Linked DNA regions of Sus scrofa: region 1 is linked to region 2. Evidence: chromatin contacts called from public Hi-C data. All regions are on one chromosome and are shown on one strand. The core of a region is the stretch at or near the end of the contact, and the rest is flanking DNA. Distances in the headings are between cores, read along the strand shown.

The links. Hi-C and Micro-C count contacts between places; a contact is called where the count stands out from the background.
Region 1: a Hi-C map of skeletal muscle shows a contact between it and region 2, with 2.4 times the contacts expected there. A contact is called at or near these places in 2 of 47 Hi-C or Micro-C datasets (heart right ventricle and skeletal muscle) and 1 of 2 datasets of targeted methods (skeletal muscle).

What each region holds. Positions count from the first base shown.
Region 1 is chr3:119,929,524-119,934,668 of Sscrofa11.1, reverse strand. No RefSeq gene overlaps it. Among named protein-coding and RNA genes, the nearest start is that of KCNS3, 56 kb to the left of the region's middle.
Region 2 is chr3:119,864,520-119,869,632 of Sscrofa11.1, reverse strand. No RefSeq gene overlaps it. Among named protein-coding and RNA genes, the nearest start is that of KCNS3, 120 kb to the left of the region's middle.

The DNA.
Region 1 (5,145 bases), core at 1,794-4,293, 66 kb before region 2:
TAACGGAGCAAAACTTGAGACCTGGAGTGATCATGGTTTTCTGCAATCACTTGGGTTCTCCTGCACTGCTTCCAGTTTTCTCCTCTTCTGCCTCTGCCCTGACTCAACACTGACCTTGATTCCTCTTTGCTGTTCTGCTCCTGCCCTCTGGCTTGTGCACCAAACTGTTCTCCCCACTTGGCTTTAGCAACACATCTCTGGGGACTTCCACTCAGGACCCTTCTAGCACTCTGTTGTTCCTGGCTGCCCCATCTTGGGTTCATGGAATCCAAATCCCCGTCTCAACAGTGCCGTCTGGGAGGATGGGACCCACTGTGACTACCGGCGACGGCATATCCATGCTGATTGACTCTCTTCGTCTGGTAGCTTCATTTGCATAAGCATCTGTTTCACCCATTTGTCTGCCTTTGAGGTGGAGCCTGGACTTGGGGCTTTTCACCTCTCTTGATGGTGTGTCAGGCATTTGGACTACTCGTGCACCGTAAGTCATGGGCTGCTTTTGTCAATTTGCTGATGGGACACTGTGCAAGCATTCTCAGGGCTATCACTTTACAAAGGAGTCTCAGGTTTCTGCTAAATAAAATATTTAGAAGCAGAAGGGCTTGCTTCTTGGCTGCAAAACAACATCAACAACACAAGCAACAATAACAGTCTCATCTTCAACGTTTGAGCACTTCTGCGGCGGGCAGGGTGCCAGATGCGTTACGCCCATTCTCACAAAATGTCATGACTAAAGATGAATTTTTAGCATTCTTCTACTAAGAACGAACTCAGGTGCAGAGAGGCTAGAGGACTCTCCCAAGGTCAAAAGGGTATGAAGTTTTAAGCAGGATTAAAAACTACATCTACGTCCTCCTGGCTCCATAGGCCAGATTTCCCCACGCCGCTGCGTCTTCTGGTTCACTCAGCCACATCCGTGGTAGTCAAGATGCCTGGTAAAACTGAGGGGCCTCAGGTGGTGTCCCTGTGTGACAAGAGCCTCACCTTCTCAATAGTGTCCATCTCCAAATAGCTACCGAGGTAGAGGTGATTATTCAAAATGAAGGCTTTTGCTACAATACTAGTCATAATCCATAGCAATTTATTTATATCTGCACCCATTCTGCCATTTTTCCATCTAAGAAAGTCATTCTTCTTCAAAACCATTTTCTTCACCTCCCTGTGTCCATTCACCTATTTGTTCTTTATTCATTCATTCATTCAGTACTTACTGGTACTGGGTGCCAGGTACTGTGCCCGGCCATGGGAATAACAGTCACTCATTCTTCAATGCCAGAGCATGTATCCATCCATCACCCCCTTTCTGTCACCGATGGCTTCTCTTTGCTTTGCTGGTTCTTTCCAACGCAACCTAAAAAATTGCCCAAATATTTTTCATCCTCTCTTGCCTCCTTTTTGTCACCTTGGTTTCCCTCTTCTGAGCCCAGCTTCCAAAGAGTTGCCTATGGTTTCAGCCTTTCCTTCCTTTCTTCGCATCCCCGCAGTCCCCTACCCCACCCCTCTCCTGGGATGGTCCTTACCGAAGTCACTCCACTGCACACTCTGAGTCCACCCTGGACTGGGCCCCTCAAGTGCCCTGGACAGCTTTGACCACTCCCTTCTTCTGGAAACCCTCCTTGGTGTCTTTGACACCACTCTCTGGATTTTTGTAAACTTCTAGACATTCCTTCTCTATCTTCTTTGGGGCTTGCTCACTCTTTGCCTCGTACTTAAGGATGGGTTCTGTGCAAGCCTCCCCTGGCCCCGCGCTCTCCTTTCTGTGCACTCTCTTCCTCGTAAAACCCCATCCACGTACAAGGCAAAGGCAGACATTTATGTTTTGGGACGTACTCAGTCCCCTGAGTGTCAGATCAAGAGAAAATCTCTTAGTAGGACGAGGAATATCACCCCAGGGGTGTCCTTCTAAGTTCCAAACTGACCTCATCCTCTTTCTAAGATAATGATCCTCTATCCTGTCTGTTTCAGGGACTGGCAGTACCCTCCTCCGCCCCAGAGGCCTGAAAGTCATCTCCCAAGCCCCCCACTTCAGGTCCTCCCTCCCTTCCCCTTTCCTTCCTTCCTAATTCCCATATTTCTCAAGTTTTGTGCTAGTTAGTGGGAGAAAAAAAGTAAGCAAAAAACCAAGTCCTGGCCTCTGCTTTCATGAACTTACACTTTAATCAAAGTCCTGTAAAAAGAAATGGAACATTGCATTTGTGATCAATATTGGTTTGGAAACATAAAATAAAAGTCTTCCCCGTAGGAACTGAGATGTCCGTTGATACAGAAGGAAGACTATGCACGAGCTATTTAAAGGTAGAGGACAGGGTCTCAGCAGGGGGAACAGCACATGCCGAGGCTGTGAGAGGAAGCCAGGTGGTTGAAGGACATAGACGAGTCTGAGATGGCTGCCACAGGGGGCCTGGCTGAGGCTGGGTGGTGGCAGGACCGACCATGCAGGGCCTGGGGGGTCCTCTGAGGGGCTCTGGTCTTCACCCTACAAGTACATGAGATGTTGCTTCAGGGTGTACACAGAGGAGTGACCTGATCATTTTGCAATTTTATCTTCAAGTGTGGAGAAGAGAGGAAAAAGCATGGATGCGGAGATGCTAGTTAAGAGGTGTGAGATGCTGGCAGCTTGTTAGTACAACCACCGAGAACCGAGAGCTGTAGGTCCCTTTACACAAGGCCTGTCAATTTGGCTTGAAATAATTCAATTCACCTCTCTGAGGGGAGCGACCTGACTTCAATGATGTGAGCCCAGTGTCTTCCGCAGATCCAGAGACTTGATGCGATGATTTAATGTGAATCCTCCTGAGGAAGCTGTTTTGCTGCTACAGAAGGGCGTTTTGCAGAGGTTCTTCCATGGGCCCTGGACCCCTGTCAGATACCAGCCAGGACTCTGAGGTCGCCCTTCCAGCAGTGCCCTCAGATCACAGTCCAGAGGCATCAGCAGTGCCTACCTTCCGTGGCCAGTAAGACCCCCCAGTCAGTGCCAGCGCCTCGGGGAGTGGTGGCTTCCCTCCCCGCCTGGCCTGATGGTCCTTCCTATGAGGCAGCTGCCCTTTTGTGCTGAGGCTTTGATTCCAGCGGCACAGCTGGGGGTCACGTGAAGCCAGGGTTAAACGAGGCCACTTCGAACTGCCAATTGGACGAGGGGTTTTAAATGAATTACACATTTTAATCCTTCAGAACTGAAACAGGGAATGGAGCCAGAATCCGAATGTGAAATGTTTAGGGGCTGAATGGGGGCTCATTGTTAAAACGGCTCATCATGCTGACTCCTGAGACGGACCACTTTGCTCAGCCGACATCCTGGTCTGGCCGCTGGTGCCTCCTTTCCCCAGACCACGAGACCCTTCCCCCCTCACTGTGGGACGCCGCACACCTTCGGTTTTCTCAAGATTAGGAGACCACCCTACCATTAAGACACCTCCAACTTTCTCATGACTACGTGAGTGACCACCAGAGTCCAGCTGCAGGTGAAAGATAAACTAGCCCCCCCCCTGCCCCCCCCGCTTCAGGGAATCCGATTTCCCATCCGTGGGGTATAAGAAGGCCCTGCGAGAAGTGCAGGGGACTTGCTCTTCTCAAGTGTCAGTCACCCTCTCCTTTTCCTTCTAATAAATTTTCTTCTATTTGCCTGAAAACCTGGCTCGTTCTCTTTTTCTCTGCACTCGCCTTACATAATGCATCTCAAATTTTCCCCAAGGTGCCCCTTCCTCCCAGGTATGTGGCTATTTATTGAGGGAGGGTATGATCTATTTACCCCCATTTTAGGAAGTCTCATCTTGCAAGAACATCAAAGCAACAAGTAGATGACAAAGGGACGTAGGGCATGCTGGGGAAAATCTTAATCCTATGGCAGGATTTGGAGGGGCTGCTGGAATGCATGGGTGATGGGGCATCGTACAGAAGGGAAGAGTGGGGATCTGGGGGCATCTCTTGGTTGTGAGAGCGCCATGTGGATAGACAGAGATGCAGTAGTCACCCTGCCTTGTCGATCGGGGGTGGGGGGAAGGAATACATTCAAAAAGCATTTTAAAGAAATCCTTTTGTACATTTTATGTGAGTAACAGTTCCTTCAAAAGCCTTCATTGAAGTTCTGTGTTATTCTTCAAGGTCTTTGCCATTAGATTTGTGTCTCATTTCATGGGTCAGGAGTCAGAGGCATGCCTCAAGGAAGCCCAGACATTTTGATTTACAAATAAACAAAGGAACGTGTCTGGACTGCTTCACTGCACTGTGTCTCTGGCAGGATTTTGGGGTTGGCACTAAGCGTTGCCAGTGTCGCGGGCTATTGGTGGAATGATCAGTACAGGGACTTTAAACAAATATGTACATTGGCTCATTCTGGGCTCTCAGAAATTCATAGGCTGTCAGAATTAGAAGGCATCTTGTAAATCATTTAGCATTTTACCGATGGAGAAATTGAGGCTCACTGAGGGCTATCACAGGCTATTGTGTAATGTCTCAAGAACCAGAACTTGACATTCTGGGGACAAGAGCTTGTTTCTTTCGTGCTTCTTTTTCCCAGTTCTCTCACATCCTTAGGCTCCATAGCCAAAGTGGACTTTAGGAACTCCCTCTGTCAGTGAAGACACTTTCAGTTGCAAACAACAAAAACAGTTGGTAGATAACTTAAGCAAAAGCGAGAGGTCATTAGAAAACACGAGGAAGCCTCACTGATCGGTAGGAAGAGCAGAAACCAAGCCGTGGGGAGGGCAGGACCAGGGCAGTGCAGGTTCTCCAAGGACGCGTCTCTGGAGCCCTCGCTGACAGACTCCAGCTGCTGGGTTTTTGGACTCAGAATAATCATGTGGTTCTTTCAAAAAAAAAAAAAATTTTTTTTTCCTCCTCTTTTACCATCTCAACTGAAAGCTTTTGAAAGGATCAACATTTCTCAAATGATTCTTGTCTGTTCAAAATCATCAGAACTTTCGTTGATGACAAAGATGATTTTTGCCCCTTTGTGTTCAAGTCTTTGGATAAGTGCTTTCGGCCTGATAGGTGTTGGGAAGGAGGGGACAGTTGGAGGAACCTAACCCTGCTTGGCCGTAGAGGTGGCACTTAGGCTAAACGGGTGGGTGTGTGATAATTAGGTGGGATGATTGGGCTTTAGTGAAGATGGGACAGTGTTCTAGGCTGAGAAAACTTTGGTCAAAG
Region 2 (5,113 bases), core at 2,328-4,827:
AAATGGCAAAAAGACAAAAAAAAAAAAAAAAAAAAAAAAAAAATTGGGAGTTCTTGGCATGGCTCAGCGGAGATGAATCTGACTAGTAACCATGAGGATGCAAGTTCGATCCCTGACCTTGCTCAGTGGGTTAAGGTTCTGGTGTTGCTGTGGCTGTGGTGTAGGCTGGTGGCTAGAGCTCCAATTCAACCCCTAACCTGGGAACTTCCATATGCCAAGAGTGTGGCCCTTAAAAAAAAAAAAAAGGCTAAAATATTTTAAAGAAATGTTTTAAATTATAGACTCAATCTTTAAATAGATGTAGGATCATTGGGATTTTTTATTTCTTCCTTTATCCATGCGATCAGTATTACAAGTTGTGTTTGTCTAAGAATTTGTCCATTTCTTCTAAATTTTCAATCTTTTACACAAAATTATTTAAATATATTTTATTATCCTTTTAATTTCTGCACAAACTATAGTTCTGTGTACTTTTTCATTACCATGTTAGCAATGTGTGTCTTCTCTCTCTTTATATTGACCAGTCTTGCCAAAGGTTTATCTTTTTTTTTTTTTCTTTTTTTCTTTTTTAGGGCTACACTGTGGTATATAGATCCCAGGCTAGGGGTTGAATTAGAGCTACAGCTGCCGGCCTATGCTGCAGCCACAGGAACCATCCCAGCCATGTCTGCAACCTACACCACAGCTTACAGCAACCCATTGAGCGAGGCCAGGGATTAAACCGAAATCCTCATGGATCCTAGTTGGGTTTCAATAACTGCTGAACCATGAAGGGAACTCCCAAAAGTTTATCCTTTTAATTAGTCTTTTATTTATTTCTTTTAAAGTGAGAATTGCAACAATTTAAAATTTTTATTTATTTATTTATTTATGTTTTTATTTATTTATTTACATATTTTGCTTTTCAGGGCCGCACCCATGGCACATGGAGGTTCCCAGGCTAGGAGCTGAGTCAGAACCACAGCTGCGGACCTACGCCGCAGCCACAGCAATACAGAATCCAAACCACGTCTGTGACCTACATCACAGCTCACAGCAATGCCAGGTTCTTAACCCACTGACAAGGCCATAGATGGAAAACACAGCCTCATGGTTCCTAGTTGTATTCGTTTCTGCTGCGCCATGACTGGAACTCCTAATTAGCCTTTTAAAAGAACCATCTTTTGGCTTCATTTGTTCTATTCTTCTTTTGTTTTCCATTCTATTAATTTTGCTATTATCTCTATTATTTTTCTCTTCTATTACCGTTAGATTTAATTTTTTGTCCTTTTTCTAACTTTTGGAGAGGGATGCTTACATTATTGATTTTTAGTTTTGTCTCTTTTGCAATATATATTATTAAGGTGATAAATTTTGGCATAGTCACAAGTTTTTATATGTTGTGGTTTTTATTGTCATATAATTCAAAACAATTTTAGAATTTTTTGTGATTTATTCTTTGACTCATGAGTTATTTAGAAGTGTATTTAATAACTAATTTCAAACATTTAGAGATTTTCTCTACATATTTTATCATTGATTTATACCTAAATTTTCTAATAATGAGAGAAGATACACTAAATGATTTTAATTTTTGAAATTGTTGGTGCTTGCTTCGTGATCTAATAAATACACAATTACACAATTTTAATAAATATTCCATTGGCATTTGCAACAAATGTTTATACTGCAGGTACTGGGGAGAGTTGTATCAGTTAGGTCATGTATATAAATTGCGTTGTTTAAATCTTTAATGTTTTGACTGATTTCTCTGCCTGCTAATATGCTCTTAAACTTAACACTCACTCTTTAATTTCTGTAATTTATTTTAAAAAATATAACTATTTTATTTAAAATACTATTTGCTTTATTTTAAAAATTACTATATATACTTTTTTCTGTTTTGTTTAATTGTACCAAACTTAATTACTGTATGATCCTTGATTTTGATGAATAGTCATCATTCTAAGATAAGTTCTTACTGGGTTCTTCCTTGTTCTTCTTAATTCCAAGAAATTATCTTAGAAGCTGAAATGTACATCACTCACTCTTCCTTTGGAAATGTCTATCTTCACAGCGTTTTCTTCTTCATCATTTTTTTTTTTTTTTTTTTTTTTGTCTTTGTCTTTCGTCTCTTTTTAGGGCTGCACCCACGGCATATGGAAGTTCCCAGGCTAGGGGTCCAATCGGAGCTATAGTCGCTGGCCTACGCCAGAGCCACAGCAATGCCAGATCCGAACCATGCCTGCGACCTACACCACAGCTCATGGCAAAGCTGGATCCTTAACCTACTGAGCAAGGCCAGGGATCGAAACCGCAACCTCATGGTTCCTAGTCGGATTCGTTTCTGTTGCACCACAACGAGAACGCCCATCAAATTTTTTTGAAGCATTAATTTCTAAAGGGAAGGCTTAACTTTAATTGGTAGGTAGGAGAGAGAAAATAGGATTGTGTTATATTAATGGTTACTTTCCAAAATCACAAATTTGAAGTCATTGTGTATCAAGGGATCATTTTCCTGATTTGTGAATTAGTGACGGAAAATCTTGTGACGATATAAACTTAAACCCACTTAGCAGTCTTTTTAAGAAATCATTACTACTGTCAGAAAGTAGGTACATGGACATAGATATAAAACACAGAGACGTTATGTTTGAATACTGGAAATAAGTCTGTTCCAGATAATTGAGATCATTCTGGTAGTTGTAAGTATGTAAACTGCCCTCTACAAAACATGTTGTCAGGGTGAAAACATATTTCAGTTTGCACCACAGCATTTTGTTATATCAGCATGTGGTCTGGAACATAATGACATGAGGAAGTGCACAGGGAAAAAGGTAACAAACTGAAGGAGTTATCTGAACAGTATTTATGCCTAGTAGTTACAGAAGACACTATTGCTGTTAAATTACTTGGGCGAAAATCCACTTCTGCAGAACTGAATCCTTTAGTCCCCTCCAGTGGTACCACATTATAGAAAAAGGAGGATTGAATTAGTGCCTAAGAGATCAGGGTCCCAATTAAGATTCAACTAGTCACCTGCTCTGTGATCTTGAGAAAAATCACTTCCCCTCTAGTTATTAGCTCCATTTATAAAAAGCCAGGAACTTCTGAAAATGGAAGTTCAGGCCGAGTTAAGGGAGAATCTACACATTAAGGAGATAAGAAGGGAGCCCCTAGGACGAAAACATTTGAGAATCTTTGAGGACATTTCCCAGTAGTTATGCTTCATTCCAGTGTTATCAGTTTATTTGAAAACAGATGACATTTTAAAACATGGTTTGCTGTATTTCAATCAAATCATTGGCCTCCAAAAATGAGCTATGTTTATTCCTGTGACAAAGTGAAGGATCTTGGACCACTATCAAGGAGTTTGTGGTCTGGGTTCCCGCTCTCACTCCCATAGCCCAGCCTATCACATCTCTCCATGTTGCCAACTGTGTATCAGACTATTTTAGGAGAGAGAAGCCCCTCACAACCCCTTCCCTTATTCCCACGCTTCTCCTGTTTTGCTCCACGGGTGCTTGGGATACAGGGTTTAAACAGGCTTCTTGAGTTACGCAACAACGTGTCTGTGCTAGTCTGGCATGGTATGAGAACATGATATCCCCCAGCTGGATTTGGGGGAGCCGAATTCCAAAGGCTGTGGTAGATGGTGACAGCTTCTAAAGGATGGTGCCCATTAAAAAAAAAAAAAAAGTTGAGAACTGGGGAGTCAAATTGCAGTGGCAAAGTGCTCTGGAGTTTGTAATGGGAAGAAACCTGTGCATGGTTCCTGGCCGTAAGACCCAGGGATGCAAGGCTTTGGAGAGGGGATACTGGAAAACTGTAACTAACTCCCTCTTGCATCCGCTTGGGAACACTTACTCCCTCACCTGTAGGGAGACACTGCTTTTTTTTAGGTCCAATGTCTGTATCACAGCTTCCTCTCCATTCCAAGCCCTGCCATCATTTTCAGTGACTTGAGAACCCGCGTGAGTGACAACCTATACTTTGGCTTTAGAGTTCTTTCACCTCCTTCACTTTGTGGCTCCATCTCCCTCTTTTCTTTTAGCACACATTCCTCAGCATCACCTGGAACCACACAACGTTGGAGAGCTGATCACGGTCTGCTATCCTCCCAGATCTCTTCCTACTTTTGCTCGCAATCTCTCTCTTCTGTTTCCTGGAAACCTCTAGTTTTTGATTCTCTTACTTCATCCAGTCTGTCAATACTCTCTTGTCTTATTTCCCTTATCTATAGAAACCCAGGCTTTCCTAAGCCGCTGAACACTTGAGCAACTCTATCACTAGGACCCTCAATTCATCAGTGTCTTCTCATTGTGTCCCATCTGAAGAATCCTCTCACCACCTGTACACTTTCCCTTGGTTTTCATCAAGCAAAGTGAGACAGTATGTGCTACCCCTCAACTTTTAATTCCCCATCCATCTACTTTATCCATGATATCATTTATCTTCACCTTTTTTATTTAGCCTATCAGTTTAGGCATTCCTCAAAACAAAATTAGAAATAAAGAAGAGAAAAGAAAGGAAAAGGAATTAAGGAAGGAAAAAAGAAAGGAAGACAAAAAGAAGGAAAAGAGCTATCCTTGATTTCAAATTCCCCTGTAGCTATGACCTTGTTCTTCTCATCTAAATTCACCCCAAACTAAATTATACTCACTGATCCCACTTCTACCATCATTCATTCAATTCAGTCACTTACTCAAATAGCTCTCATAGAGAACTGACAAGTTCCAGGCACTGTGCTAAGTGCTGGGAATTCCGAGTTGAATAAGACATGGTGCTTTTCCTTCAGTATCTTATGTAGTTTCAGTAGAGTGAACATACACAATTATTATAATACTATGTGTTTAGTGCAACAGCAGAAAGAAGCTGCATTGGGAGCAAGTCACGACAGTGTTAGGGTAATTGCAAGCATTGACCTGTAACCATGAGGGCAGATGAAGTGAAGAGTTTAGTGTCTTTGCGTTAGTGCAATGTAGGCAATGTTATTACCCAAGGCTGATAGACCAGGGTGGCAGTGACAGAGAAGGGAAGATGTTATGGACCAAACAATCATATTCACATTTTATGTCACTCCCTGAAAGACAGAGGGGTGAGAACAGGTTTATAAATACCTCTCGTAGATGGG